Regions from separate parts of the Danio rerio genome. Here region 2 is linked to region 1. A link is a contact called in public Micro-C data. All regions are on one chromosome and are shown on one strand. Each heading gives the region's core, a stretch centred on a gene start, on an enhancer-like site or on the middle of the called end of the contact. The rest is flanking DNA. Distances are from core to core; before and after follow the strand shown.

Evidence for each region. Hi-C and Micro-C count contacts between places; a contact is called where the count stands out from the background.
Region 2: a Micro-C map of caudal fin shows a contact between it and region 1, with 3 times the contacts expected there. The contact joins the promoter of med28 here to the enhancer-like site in region 1. A contact is called at or near these places in 1 of 18 Hi-C or Micro-C datasets (caudal fin) and 1 of 4 datasets of contacts at active chromatin or transcription factors (embryo).

What each region holds. Positions count from the first base shown.
Region 1 is chr1:22,739,229-22,746,437 of GRCz12tu, reverse strand. rapgef2a (Rap guanine nucleotide exchange factor 2a) reads left to right here. Exons shown (of 27, transcript XM_073950842.1): 2 at 5,910-5,980; 3 at 6,071-6,127. Among named protein-coding and RNA genes, the nearest start is that of rapgef2a, 24 kb to the left of the region's middle. Within about 2 kb of position 3,632, at least 19 of the 62 cell types and tissues checked have an H3K27ac peak or open chromatin away from gene starts, as enhancers often do. A contact at or near this core is called in caudal fin, where this site is marked.
Region 2 is chr1:22,868,084-22,875,292 of GRCz12tu, reverse strand. med28 (mediator complex subunit 28) reads right to left here and starts at 3,650. Exons shown (of 4, transcript NM_001007770.1): 1 at 3,476-3,650; 2 at 3,051-3,117; 3 at 1,981-2,093; 4 at 448-991. The coding sequence starts at 3,637. The coding sequence ends at 794.

The sequences.
Region 1 (7,209 bases), core at 2,383-4,882:
ACTCACCACTGAGAGAAAGCTTCTTTTCTGCAGTTTTTGTTCGCTTGGTGTTGAGGAAATAGGAAAAAAATAAGAGGATTAAGAAGAGCTTGAGCCATAATTTAAGCCATATTGAAGAAAACAATGGCAACTAAAACACTTCTGAGTTTTTAAGGAGTCAGGGTAATATTGTGCGTTGAAATCGAAATTTCTAAACATGGAAATAGATGCAATAGAGTAGAGTAATATTAATATGTTATTTTTAGGGAGAGGAGGAGTGGTTGGGACTTTTTTAAAGGTACATTTCATGTAATCTTCTAATGAAATGTCAACAGATTTAAAAACATTGAAGAGAAAGGAAACTGTAGGCTTCTTTGAAAATAAAAAAATAAATGGTCAGGTTAAGCATGCAAGTAAGAAAAGGAAGTTGTGCAGAAAGCCTTTCAGTTAGACGTTGCAAGAACTGAAACTAGCGTTTCACAGAACAGCCATTGTGTTTTCGTCTTGTCGTCTTATAATATCAATAAAAGAGCCATAATCTGCATCGGTTTAATAAGTTCAATTGCTTTCTGATATCTACATAATAGTTTTATGGCTTCAGTAAGTTCAAACAATCTCCAGAAACGGTTTTGTATGATTGTTTGTTACTCTATAAAATAAATTCACGATAAATTAACAAAAGATACAATTAAACATATTTTATGCCTCTTCCGAGTGGAACTGAATAAATGAAAAAGCAGTGAACTTTGAATCTTGTCTCAGGGTGTACTGGCACTAGGCCATCCAAACCGGATCAGTGCATAGTTAAGTTAAGCGTAGTTTGGTTGGGCTCGGGTGCAGTGTGAGTGCAAAGCATACCTGAGCTCAGAACTGTAGTCTCAAGATCACTTTTAAGGGACTTTTATAGTAATGAAGTGGAGTGAAAATATTTTGCATGTATAGGTTTTTTTATTTTTATTTTTTACTGATCATATCATATACTGATGCGTACCAAAACCTTGACCTGAAATCGAAAACCAAAATGAACTGTGAAAAGTTTGTATTGTTGCCCCCTTAGAAACTAGTATAGTTGAGGGTACCTTTCACCCAACAATGAAAATTCTGCCACTATTTACACACCCTCCATTTGCTTCAGTTGTTCATTGTAGTTTTTTCTTTTGTTGAGACAAAACATGCATTTGTAAATTTGAAAAAAACAGTGACCTCCAGCTTTCATTATCTTTTTTTTTACCTGCTGTGGAAGTCATCAATATTATAAAAAATATATTCCTTTGTTTTCAACAAAAAAGGTAGCTAATAAATGTTTGGAAAACTATAGGTGAACTATTGTTTTAAGCAGTATCACATGAGTGCATTACCACATTATAATCCTGTATAGGTGATTGTATATGTGCAATTGATTTTATACTACCAATAAAATCAAACAAAAAATTGAGCATTTTAGACACGATATTCTATAGCAGCCAGGGCAAGCAATTTTTGTGCGTCTGAATGTAATTTCAGCCCTGTTTTTAAAGACGTTTAGTCAGAGACCTGTACTGTTAGTTTATGGTTTAAAACCACTGATGCCAGGCTGTGAGAGAATGGAAAATAAATTGTGAGTACAGTTTTTTTATGTCATTTAATTGGTAGGTATTTTACTGAAGAGGAACTGGAACCTAAAGTTTCTCATTGTTTCAAAATGTCATAATTTTAGAAGTGAAAGCAAAAAGTTCTGGTTCTACTTTTTAAAGCTGGCACGTGTGTGAGTGTTTTTCAGATTTTATTCTGTGATCTAGCAGCCAGGTCTTCTAAGACCAACTGAAACGTGACCTTGGTCTCTTGACTCACTGGACTCTGTTACCATAATCAGAACTCTGTGCGTCTGTCTCTCACAGAGGAAATGCCACAGTCCCAGAATAAACATTCCTGCCCTTCTGCTCAAATCAACCAATCGCAAAACACAGCACGCCACCCATGACTCAAACCCATTGGGCAGTTTGAATTTACTTTAATTTGACTGTAGTCAGAGCAGACGAGTGGGATGGATGGATGTATTGGAGGGGAGTTTAAGATGATGAGAAAGGTTGATGGAATGTCAGGGTGGATAGAAGGAAGTGGTGATGCTGCTAATGTACTTTTTGAGTTAAGCTGATTCTGAGTTAGGGTGGTTGGTGTGGCCTTTCAAAGTTTCTGAAACTTTTATTCATTTTCATGCGTACATTTAAATGTCAAGGTTTTAGTCGTAAGTGTTTAAAACATTTTCCCATTTCCATCTAGTATTATGGTTTTTGAACTACAAACTGAGGTCATTGTACTATAAGAGTTAATTTTAGACCTCAAAACATTCTCAGTAGTCTAAGAACTTGCATTAATATATGCTCTTTTTGAATGTCTGGGTAAAAAAACAGCCGCTTTTGAACACTAGATTTTATTTTAAGAAACATTTTAAAATATTTTGGAATGGTAAACATGTCAGGCTAAATCCTTAAAAAAATAGGTGATTCTGCTGTCTTCATTAGCTTCAGAAGCACAGATTTCTTTACAACTTGAAAAGGCATCTTTGGATATCTATCTTTTCTTTAGATATAAAGTAAGCCACTGCATTGTTCAGGTCTATAGTGTGCTTGTATGTTGGTTTAAAAGTGATTTGTTGTATGATATTTGATGTTTGCTGAGTTGTGGACTGACCAGTTGCTTTTAATGTGGAGGGTCATTTTCTGCTGGAGATACTGTTGCCCTAAAAAAAACTAAATAAAATAGTTGTTAAAAAAACACACGAAAAAGGAACGGTGTAACACAATTTTAGCGGTTTTAAAACCTTGACTTTTCCAAACCGTGATAAAACCTTGAAACCGGTTATCCTCTCATGCATAGTCTATGTATCCCCTTTCTTCTGATCCCAACGTTAGGAAAGAGTGGATGAAATTTAATTTGAAGGAAATTTCAGACTGTGTAAGTTTCACCCTTTGTTCACTTCTTTTCACCACTGATGTCTTTACAAACAAGGCACAATTCTACACTGCGTTTTCAGAAAGACCCTACGTTTTTATTATTGTTTTGTCTATTATATATTGCTTAATGTGTATACAAAGTAGCTGTGTTTTTAACTTAAATCACACCAGTGTCCATCTTTGAGGGTTATAAGACGTCTAAACACAGTGGTGTAAATTCATATGTCCATCCGCAGCATCGCCATAAACAGCATCAATTATTGTAACCGAACCAAACTGAACCAGATTAGTTACCCACCCCTATTCTCAAAACCCCCCATAATGATCACATATTCAGTCAGTAGGCAGATTCTAGGTGTTTTTGTGGCTGTTCAAGTCCATTCAAACATAAGAGCATCTACACTATGAAAATTAATCAAAATGAGTTGATTTGAGTTAGTGCAGTCCCCATTTACACGTTCATTTAGTGCCATTCAGTTAGGATTAAATTCATAAACATTCATTAAAACCAGATTTAAACTTAGAAACAAGTAGTTTTTGAATTTTCACACACTTAAAACAAGGAAACTATGTTCAGTTTAAACAGAATCGGTGAAATGTGTTAATGTTTCAGTCCAGTTCATTCTTTAGTATTTTTTTTTTGTCAGTATGCCAAGTCCAATAACCTCAATGCGCAGCTCATATGACCTCATCACACCAGTGAAGTTTTAGAATTGCATCATCGCCAAATTCACAGGAAATGCTTAATGTGTGACTCTAAACTTGTCAACTGGAACACGTGAATGTTTTAAGAAACCAGAGGTGTTGGTAAATCAAGGCAAAAATCTAGACCCAAATCACATCTTTTGCATAAAATACAAGTTTGATTACTGCACTGATCAATGATTTTAGCTTTTATTCTTCCACACTGAATATCAATAAGCTTTTATTTGGTTTGAGGTTTTTACACCTCAAGGTTTTTTAGCTTTTAAAAGTTTGAATAAAGGCCTTCTTAGTAGCATTAGTATGGCTATTTACTTGGCTCTTTCCTCTTTCAGATACTCTACATAATAGGTTCATATGATCTCATTGTTGCATTCATGGGCATCAACAAAACAGGAAAAGATTTCCTTAAACAGTTTCCTGATCAGAAATGTACTTACAAAAACATTCCTAAAGACACATGTGAGGAACTGTGTCTGTTAGAGCAGAAACAGAGAGCTATTAGAGCAGAGAATGTTAGAGCAGAGATGTACATTTAACATTGCATGACTGAGACGGTGACAAATATCATGCCATGGCATCAGACACGTGAATGCTAGGATCTTGTCATAAGAGGAACAGCACAGTGACAGAAGTAGAGAGAAAAACAGAAGCGAGGAAATGGATCTGAAAGTGAAGGAATGAATAATGGAGTATCTGCAAACATTCCATTCTTGTTAAACGCTGATTGTATAACTCAGGATGGGTGGAGTTAAGTGGTGTTTAAAGAAGGTTGTGCGCTCTGTGTTCTCTGGTCAATGGTATGTATTTGTCACTGCTGCTTATATTCAAATTCATATGGCACCTCCTACTGGACCTTTGATGTATATACAGGCAGGGTTTTTTATATTTGATTTAACATTTATACGATAGCAAAACAGTGCAGTAAATATAAAGAGAAGAAAATAGGACAGAATATTTGTCAATAAAATAATTTTATTAAAAAATAAAGGTAAAAATAAAATTATATTTAAAAAAAAAAATAAGGATCGTCTAACCTCTCTATATACGCATACACGCAGTGCTCAGCATATTTGTGTACACCCCTTTTTGAAAATGATTATTTTTATTCATTTCTCAGTGAATATAGGCAATGTATTTTAGTGCATTTAAACAAAACCTATTTATTAAACAGATATATTTATTAAAATGATATTTTAGTCACCAAGCACATTTAGAAATTGAAAGATAATACAATTAAATTCAAGCAAAATATTGCAAAAACCCTTACTAATTTTAAAAAATGTTTTGCTTCTCTTTTTTAAAATTTGTTTTTAATATTTTTCTATAGCATATTAATTTAAATGCAGTGCTGCATGTTTGGTCTGATACCTTTTATATCATATCTCAGCCAGGCAGTGATGATCACATTTTTAATTTTTTTTTTTTTTTGCAATCAGATCACGGCAATTTTGTATGGGATGACAGTTAACTGGAACCCATGGGGCTGGCTGACTGCAATTAAACGTTTGTGTGTGCATAATATACCCCATTTAAGTGATTTTATAGGTTTATCCAGGGTGTCTGCGGGGTCTTTAAAAGTAATAAAATTTGAAAAATCAAATATGAGAAAATTAAGGCCCTTAACATTCACATTTTTACGTGGTCTTAATTCTTGTTCAAGTGTTGTCCAAAGTGTTTGACTCCAAAAAAAAAGCTTAAATATATTTATTTTCCTCCTAATATAAACAACAGTGTGCTCGATCTACGTGATTGGTTCGGGCCGGGGCGTAATTTGCGACAAACCGGGAAGGTGATGTGACGCTCTTCACATATAGTGAAACTATAGAGCTAAACAGGCAGTAAAATGGGAAAATGTAAGTTTGCGTACTCCTGGTTGGAGAAAGACGAGTTTAAATGGTGGCTGAAACCTGTCACTGAAAACAACCGTGTAATTTATTCTTTCAAGCTTTGTTTCTTCCGAGCTTATCTGAGCGTAAAATGTCTTGCATAATTATTTGGGTTTGTTTTCCCCTCATTTTTCCCAACACATATTAGCAGTGAAAAAGCGAAGCTCAAAGTTATCAATCTTTTATTTATTTATTATTATTTTTAGAACTTTTTTTTACTAGAATATAAGATGTCTACTTATTTTCATCACTGAACACTGAATGAAAAATTAAAATGTGCAAAGAAAGAAAGAAAGAAAGAAAGAAAGAGAAAGAAAGAAAGAGAAAGAAATCTTAGTGAAATTAATTGGTAGCAGGGTTTCATGCAAAATCTGTGACCGCTAAATATTATGTTCATTTTTTGCAGGATCTGCAGATTGTGTACTCATACCTTCATGGCATGGAAGCTCTGTCCAACCTGAGGGAACACCAGCTCAGGTAAGAGATCACATTTGTGTGGGGATGTGAGAGCTTTTACATTCCTTTATTACAGAGCGAATGTGATTAACTTTGTTTATTCAATTGCAGGCTGATGTGTGAGACGGTTCGATATGAACAGCATGATGCTAATGAGGTTTTATACTAGTGAGTATCTGAACTCGCGCACTCAATAAACTCCCACAAAAGCTGTCAGAAATGTATCTCTATCTAGGTCAGTTTATCAGAGGTTTACATCAAAGTCACGAGGCTGATTTCATCCACACACACATACACACACACATACACATCTGCTCACTCTCTCTGTCTCAGACACAAACACACACCGACATCTGTCTGGTGCTCAGTTCATTTAAAACTGTAATGTGCATCTACAGACGGGGATTAAGCATCTAACGGCTTTCTGAATATGGACACACACACACTGCCTGTTGAAATGAAGCGTTCTGTCAGGACCACTGATTGTTTCGGGTTACTGCTAAAACAATTTAAGCAATGTTCTGGGATCAGTACACATTAAGCTCATTGATCGTATTAGCAGCATACTATCAATCAATAGAGAAAATATTTTCAAATCCTAAAAATCTCAATTATATTAAGGCACTTAAAATGATGTTGAGGGGATCGGTTTGTTTTATAGAGTGTATTGGAACAGAATTGTCCAGGATTATTTTTTTGGGGGGGACACATTTTTCAATTGCCTTATTTGTATGCATATCAAAAAGCAGAGCTGCATTTCTTGTCATGTTCAATCAGGAATGACATCAATATGCTGTTTTTTTCTGTTCAAAGGCAGAATTTGAGGAAAAAATATAGTAATTAGCAGTACTGAATATTACTGACCGTTGGTTATTATATGTAACATATAGTTGTTAGCATATTTAAAATGATTCACTTCTTCAATCTTAACACACACTTTGTTTTCCACTTCTATGTCTTGTAAACTCTAACTGCTTTATCGTGATTGTGCATCTCAGTCACTTTAAGATTGACAAATACTGTTAGAAGTAGGGTTGGGCGATGTTGACCAATTTGGCATCGTATGATGTCTAATGTGAAACATCGCGATGGACTATGGCATCATCATCATGTGAAAAGCGGAGGGGGGGTTGTCTGAAGAGCAAGGAGGGATCTGGGGGTGAGAAGGGTACGCGGCTTATTTGAGGGCCGGGAGGGAGACGTGCGATTTCCGGGGGATTATCACTCGTTTGCAGGCATTATGAGTCCCA
Region 2 (7,209 bases), core at 2,401-4,900, 130 kb before region 1:
CTGGTACGTTGCTATTTTGAGAAACTAAAATAGACTGCACAAGAGACCAGCTGAGAGCAGGTCTAAAGTCCAGAAGATGAGACTCTGATTGGTTTATTCTCAAAATACACCTATAACTCATTAAGAGAATAAGCTCAACCTTGTTAGACTATACGCTGCAGCGCAGATCATATTTCTTCATCCTTAAAATAGCAAAAGTGGATTCTGACACACCCTAAATGCTTTTGCACCCTGCGCTTTGGACTTTGCATCTAGATTGTTAAAATAGAGCCCAAATACTCAAATACAAGAGTGAGCGAATCGCTGTGTAGTTGGATGAAACTGATCAGTTGTGCTTATATCAATAGAAAAATGTATGAATAGTAAAGTATCAAGCACTGGATATAAATAAGAAACACAAATGCCAGATCCAAGAAGACCAAAGAGAACTTTAAAAAAATCTGAAAATGTATGACAAAATGTTTATTTTTAACTGTACAAAAAAATAATAATAAAATTGTAAAATATAAACAAAAAATTATCCCACCTAATTCAGATCAATATAACTCCTTAACAGAACATTTTCTTAGCTAACTAATGCATTCTTAAGTTTTCTTATGAAGAAATATAAAATAACTTTGATTTCTTCAAAACCTAACACTTTCATAAGGGAAAAGTTGTAATAATGTTATTTAGTAGCTCTTGAAGCACACTGTAACATACCAAGGGCTTCCTGTACCATTTGCTGGGAGGGAGAGGAAAAAGTGTCCCATTGAGCAACATCTAAAGCAGGTTTTGGATCTCTGTAAATACACTAGTTGGGTTTCATTGGAGCGGGGAGGTTGGCCGAAGCCTGCTCTAGGAAGGCCAGAGGACCCTGTGGCAGTTCTGTGGGCTTCTTGTGCTGAACGTTGATGTCTTCCAATACCTGCTGCCAATGATGGATCTTGGCGAGGTGTTTCTGAATTAGCATCTCTTTCCTCTGGAGTTCATTCTTTAGTTCTGATGCATCCTGGGAGATTTAACAGAACATACATTTTAGTACACATTTCTGATTGATTGAGTTTTGAAATGTTTTGCAAACAGACTCAAGATATGTTTTGATCCAATCTGTTTTAAAGCCTGTGTCTTTTTCATTTCACTAGCATGCATTATTATTCTTCAGCTAAACAATTATTTCATTTCAGTTGGAGAGAGAGTTTTAAATTTATTGCCATGTCAGCTTCTCTGGCTACTTGATGGCAAAACCAGGTCAAATTTATACATTTTCTATAATAGTAAAAAAATAAAAACTAATGATAACATTAAAAAGACATCAACTGCAATAAATAATACATAAGATAAAAATCTAAAGCACTTTAAGGTTTATTTTTGATAAAAAGTCTACCAAATTTGAAGAATTTGCATTTAAAAATATTTCCTTTAAAATCTCCAGACCAAAACGTTGACTGATAACATTAAAAAAAGGGCATTCTAAAAGTATATGTATAACACTTTGCAATATTGACATTTTGGGGGAGCTTCTCCTTTAAATAACTGTCAATGCATGAGTCTTGAGTGTCCGATACGGCATCTTGTGTTAACAACCCCATTAGATCTTAAAACAACTATCTGCTTTTCTTCCTACTAATGGCTGGATTCCAAAGAGTTAATTTTTTGAGCTCTATAGCCTTTTCTGTTTCCATTTAAAACACATCAACGTATTGAAATAAGTCTCTTCACTCTGACTTTATAGTAAAATAATAGGAAAAGTAGCAAATATTTTGAGGAACTGTCATAAATTGCATTAAAAAAAGTGTTTGAATTGTTTTATTTCTGTTTTTAATGTCAAACATTCCATTTCGAAGCTGTATCAAATGAAATAACAGGAACATAGTTTACTGTAATATGCTGTATAAAGTTGAAGATTAAGTAATTAAAATAGTTTTAAAAGTAGTTTTGGTTTAGATAATGCTGGATTGTATTTTCTTCTGTACATATGCTGTAAGTGCAAGGGTATACCTCTTTTTCCACCTGTTCTGGTTTCTGTACAGAGAGCTGTAGTCTCTTCTGAAGAAAGAAACATTCAGTCTGTCTGGCCACATCCAGAAACTTCTGTATACACTGATCAACCCCTGAAATACACACACAAAATAAATAACTGTAAAAAATGATTATTATTTTTTTAATGCACTGGTCGAGTTTTTGGGCAATATTTTTTCATAGCATCTTATTTCAGACTATTGGAAAGAAATGACTTCAAAATTACCAATTGTTTATTTGTGTCTAACGTTTAATTACAATCATTGTTGGGTAAGCTACTTCAAAAATGTAATTAATTACTAACTAGATAATTAAAAATGTATTTTAAATTTAAAGTCGGAAAAGTAACTTAAATGCTCACTATTTAAGTACTTGACTCAACTCTACTTAAAATCCCAATAAATCTTACACATAGACGATATAAACTAAACATAATTCTGTACATTTGACCCAAACAGGATCTTTTAGATCCCAAAAATGGATCTTCGAATAATAAACATGTATCAAAACATTTACAAGCAATGACACAATATTTTATAAATACCATATATTTAAGGCATGTAAATTATATAAGTAACTAATTAAATTACCTAAAAATGAAAAGTAATCCCTTAACATTTTCAGTAGAAGAGTAATTACATTTAGACAGTTTGTAACTACACATCACACTGATTACAATACATATACATGTATAAAATTCATCTTGCTAGCTCTCACATGGTTTCCCACTGAAGATATGAAGAGATCACAGGAAATGAGGAAGAATACAATGTTCAGATGTTTGTTCTGAATCATTGTGAAAAAGTTTTTTTTTTTTTTTTTTTACCGAATTTTCATATTTAAACAACAATTCAGAAAATATGTTGTTCAAAAATGTATAAGTAATACTGCATTTAATGACAGCATGACATTAGCTAAATGGTCATCTGTGATGTTGTTGCGGATTACTGAAAACTGTAGTATTTGAATATAGTCCACTGGTATTGGTGTCCAATATCATAAAAATTAACACATTTTTGGAGCACAGACGAATAAAAACATCTCTTTACCAGTTCGAATTTCTTCCTGGTCAGTTCCATTGACATAGTCTTGGCTGACAAGAGATGCAAAACACGCCTGGCAGAATTAAAAACACACATTAAAGTACATTATAAAACACAATATTAAACAGTTACACCGTAGATTATACAAAATAACATAGGATTATAGTGAAAAAATAAACTAACTCGCCCCATTAACGGTCTAACGGTTATATCATTTCATCAACAGCCAAGTAAATAATTTATTAATCGCGTACATAAAACTCATACGTGTGTGTGTGTGTGTGTGTGTGTATATATATATATATATATATATATATATATATATATATATATATATATATATATGTTTAAACAAACATTAACAAAGGTTTAGTGTGACTGCAGTTGCACCAATGTTATGTTAGCAGAAAAAGTTTACGTGAGCTCTTTACCTCGAAAGAAGCTTCCAGCTCATCCACTAAAGTGTTATTCGCCCCTCTGTTACCGGGAGTACCAGTGAGGAGCCCTGGCTGACCTGGACCACCCGGACCCGGAGGTGGATGAGATCCAGGAGGCTGCTGACCGGGGAACATTCCGCCCATGGACGACGCCATTTTCCCTAACAACAAGCTCTTTTCCTCGTGTGCGGCAAAGCACTCTTTCCAAATGTGAAGTGCCGCCATCTGTTGTACAATGCGTGCAATGAAAGTCATGTAGGCCCAGGTTTGTGCCAGTTTATCATCTAATAGCGAAATAATGTGTTTAATTAAACAGATTTGTTTATAGAGCCATTTTGATTTTCTCAGAATTAATAATATAGCCAATGCTAATACATAATTAACAGACCCAGTGGCAGTTCTAGACCAGAGTAACTTAGGGAGGGCATACATCACAACATGCATTCATGTTCATACATTGTGATCATACATCACAAACCACATCTTTTTACAATTATTCGAAGTCATTTTTTTCATGCATCACTCTGCAGTCTTCATAAACCAGCTAATTAAAAAACTACTCAAAATCCTCTATATATAATCTTCCATGTTATTTATTTGACAAGTAACTTTGTGTGTGAATGAGTGTGTACCATTGTGATGTTGTGGTTGCAGCTGGAAGGGCATCTTCTGCGTAAAACATTTGCTGGATAAGTTGGCGGTTCATTTCGCTGTGGCGATCTCTAATTGATAAAGAGACTAAGCCGAAAAGAAAATTAACGAATGATTGAAATTGGTCATAGTGTATGAGAGTGAATGTGAGTGTGTGTTTCATAGTACTGGGTTGCATCTGTAGGGGCATCCGCTGCTTAAAACATGCTGTAATAAAAAAAAATAATTTTTAAAAATAAAAAGAAAGAAAGAAAGAATAGCCTACGTTTCCAGTTGAGGTGAAATGTTGAACTCTCAGAAGCAGCTGAAATTCTCTCGTGGTCAAAAAAAGTAACTGTACTTCACACTGGATTTTGGAGCTGAATCATCTGTCATACTGTAATACACTTCGACAGGTGGATGCAGGTTGGGGTCCAGATCAGCTGGTGACATGAATCCAGGAGTCCCACATTTGGTCGGCGCCTGTATACTATATGTAGCAAAGCAGGACATGATGAAAGTTAAAAAGGTTGTGTTGGTGGTTATAGAAGTCTGTGTGTGGCATGGGATTTTAAATGTAATGCTAAATAATAATGGTCTTTTATGATTTTAAGCCTGGTCACATTTAAGTTTAAAATGCTGCTTCTCCCTCAATCTAGAGAAATAAATTGTGTTAAAAACTCAATAGTTTAAAATATAAACTTGCAATACTGATCAGTATTATTTCAAGACAAATGTTCAAAGTTTGGACTTGTCATCATGAGAAACATTTAGAATTGTTAATTAAAAAATCACGATTACATTAATCGTTTTATTATTTTACTTAAACAGGCTTATATATTGTGGCACATCAATTTAAAAAGGTTAAATCTAAATTTATCAATTAGATTAAAATAATTTAAAATGAACATTAAAGGTGCAGTAGTTGATTGTCTTCAGAAACATTTTTTTGTTGTGCTGGTTGAAAGTCTCTTCACAGTCCAATAGTAATGATTACAGTAAATGATCTAAATGTGTTTATATGTATTTTTATATTCTGGGTAAAGCATAAAACTATATTCACATTGGGTCATTTTTGAACAATGACAGCCTTCCTATACTGTTGACCATGCTCCTCTGAATATTCGCTCTGAAATAGCATGTAAATGTGGCTAAGTAATAAATGTAATTCCTGCACGGCGCTGGCACTTACTAACTGGCGAATGACATGAACTAGTGGGTTGTCTGTCGGCTGTTGTGACGTGGTGCGCGCGCTCACGATTTCAGGGGGTGTGGCTTTGAATCACAGTCCCTCCCCGCCGTCCAAAGATAATATGCTAAGCGGTTAGCTTTTTGGCAAATCACCTACTGCACCTTTAAGTAAATTTCAACAGCTAAATTTGGCCTTAAAGGGTTTTTGGCTGCAAAAGAACAAAAAGGGTTAAAAGTTACGAATTGCCGTGAGATTGCGTTGGTTATAAAACAGATAAATAAAATCAGGTTGAGAAAAAGTATGAAGTGCATGCAAACTGTACACATGTGGTTAGTAGGCTGCATTTGGTTTGCAAACCAGAGGAGAGATTAACAGAAATACCCAGTAACTTGAAGAATGCCTTTCAGACATGAGGTTTTCTGCAAGCCCCAGTCTGACACAATCTTCTCTAGGAGACCAAAGTTGCAGAACACATAGCGCAACACAGAACACAACCGATTATCTGCTTTACAGTTCGTAGATCCATGATGCTAAGTGATCATGGTTAATTTAGATTATTATGATTATTATTTATGATTATACAGCTTTGTGGTCTTCAGTTGTCCAGGACAGGGTCTTTGGCTTGTCCTTCAGGAAAAAGATTAATAGGGCTGGGATAGCAAGCTGAAGAATAATCTCCAATAGAAGTTGTTGAATCTTTGGAAACGTTGGAGTTCTTTCATAGAAGTGGGTCGAGGCTATTCTTGTATGGTGTGTACCTTCCCCTTGTCTATCTGTACTCTGGATGGGCTGATGATGTATGCTAGAAATGGCAAATGTGACTGATGGATCTCACGTTTCTCCAACTTCAAGTACAGGCGATGTTCATGAAGCTTCTGGTGGACCTACAGGATGTGATAGCAATATTTGTCAAGGTTTCTGGAGTATATCAGGATGTAGATGTAAACTAAGACAAAGCGATAAAGAAACTCATAGAAAACTTTGTTCATAAATGTCTGGAAGATTGATGGTATAATGGACAGTCCACAGGGCATCACTTGGTATTCATAGTGGCAAATGGGAGTAATGAGCGGCATCTTCAATTTGCCTATTTTACAAATATGAATGAGGTTGTTGGCACTCTGCAGTTCCAGTTTGAAGAAGTGTGCCCCATGGATCTTCCAGCTAAAGTGGTTAGAGCAACTGGACTATATGGCTGTTTCTCAATTCCAAGAAAGCAGAGAATGGACTTGCGTTCCTGTGGAGACCGATCTTGCCAGGTCACCTCGGAAGAACGAACCTGGGAGACCACAAGAACAGAGAACACGTCCTGTGAGAAATGAGATGCTGCGTTCTTCCTAATCGTCACATGACCCTCACGCATTTTAAACTGAAAAATTATTTAAACATTACAGCATTCATACAATGATTTATTGTTTTCTCCCTTTTCACAATACATACTATGCATAAAGACTTTACAAATATACGCTGCACTATACAAATAAAACAGTTTTTTTTTCAGCAAATAAACACCCTTTATGTGTTGATTCCTTTATTAAGATTTTCATGGGGATGTTCTTTCACCGTATTAGGGAAACTCCTGAGATAAATAAGTTATATCTTTGAACTTTAATAATAAACCTATGTAAAATGCTGCTCTTGCCACCTCCAGTCGCAATGATGTCTTGAGTGAGTTCGATGCTCAAGTCTGTGTCGGTGTGTCCTCGATATCAAGAACACATCCGGGAACTTTCACCTGTCATCCATTCTTGCGGTCTTGAGTTTTGGAACTGAACTTTAGCAGTTGATGATTACACAAGAACACGAGGATGCAACATCGCTGAAGATCACATTGATAAACAGCCTATGAGAGTTCAGAGCATGATAATCAATGCAGGGCTGAAAATTACTATCTTTCTTACCAACA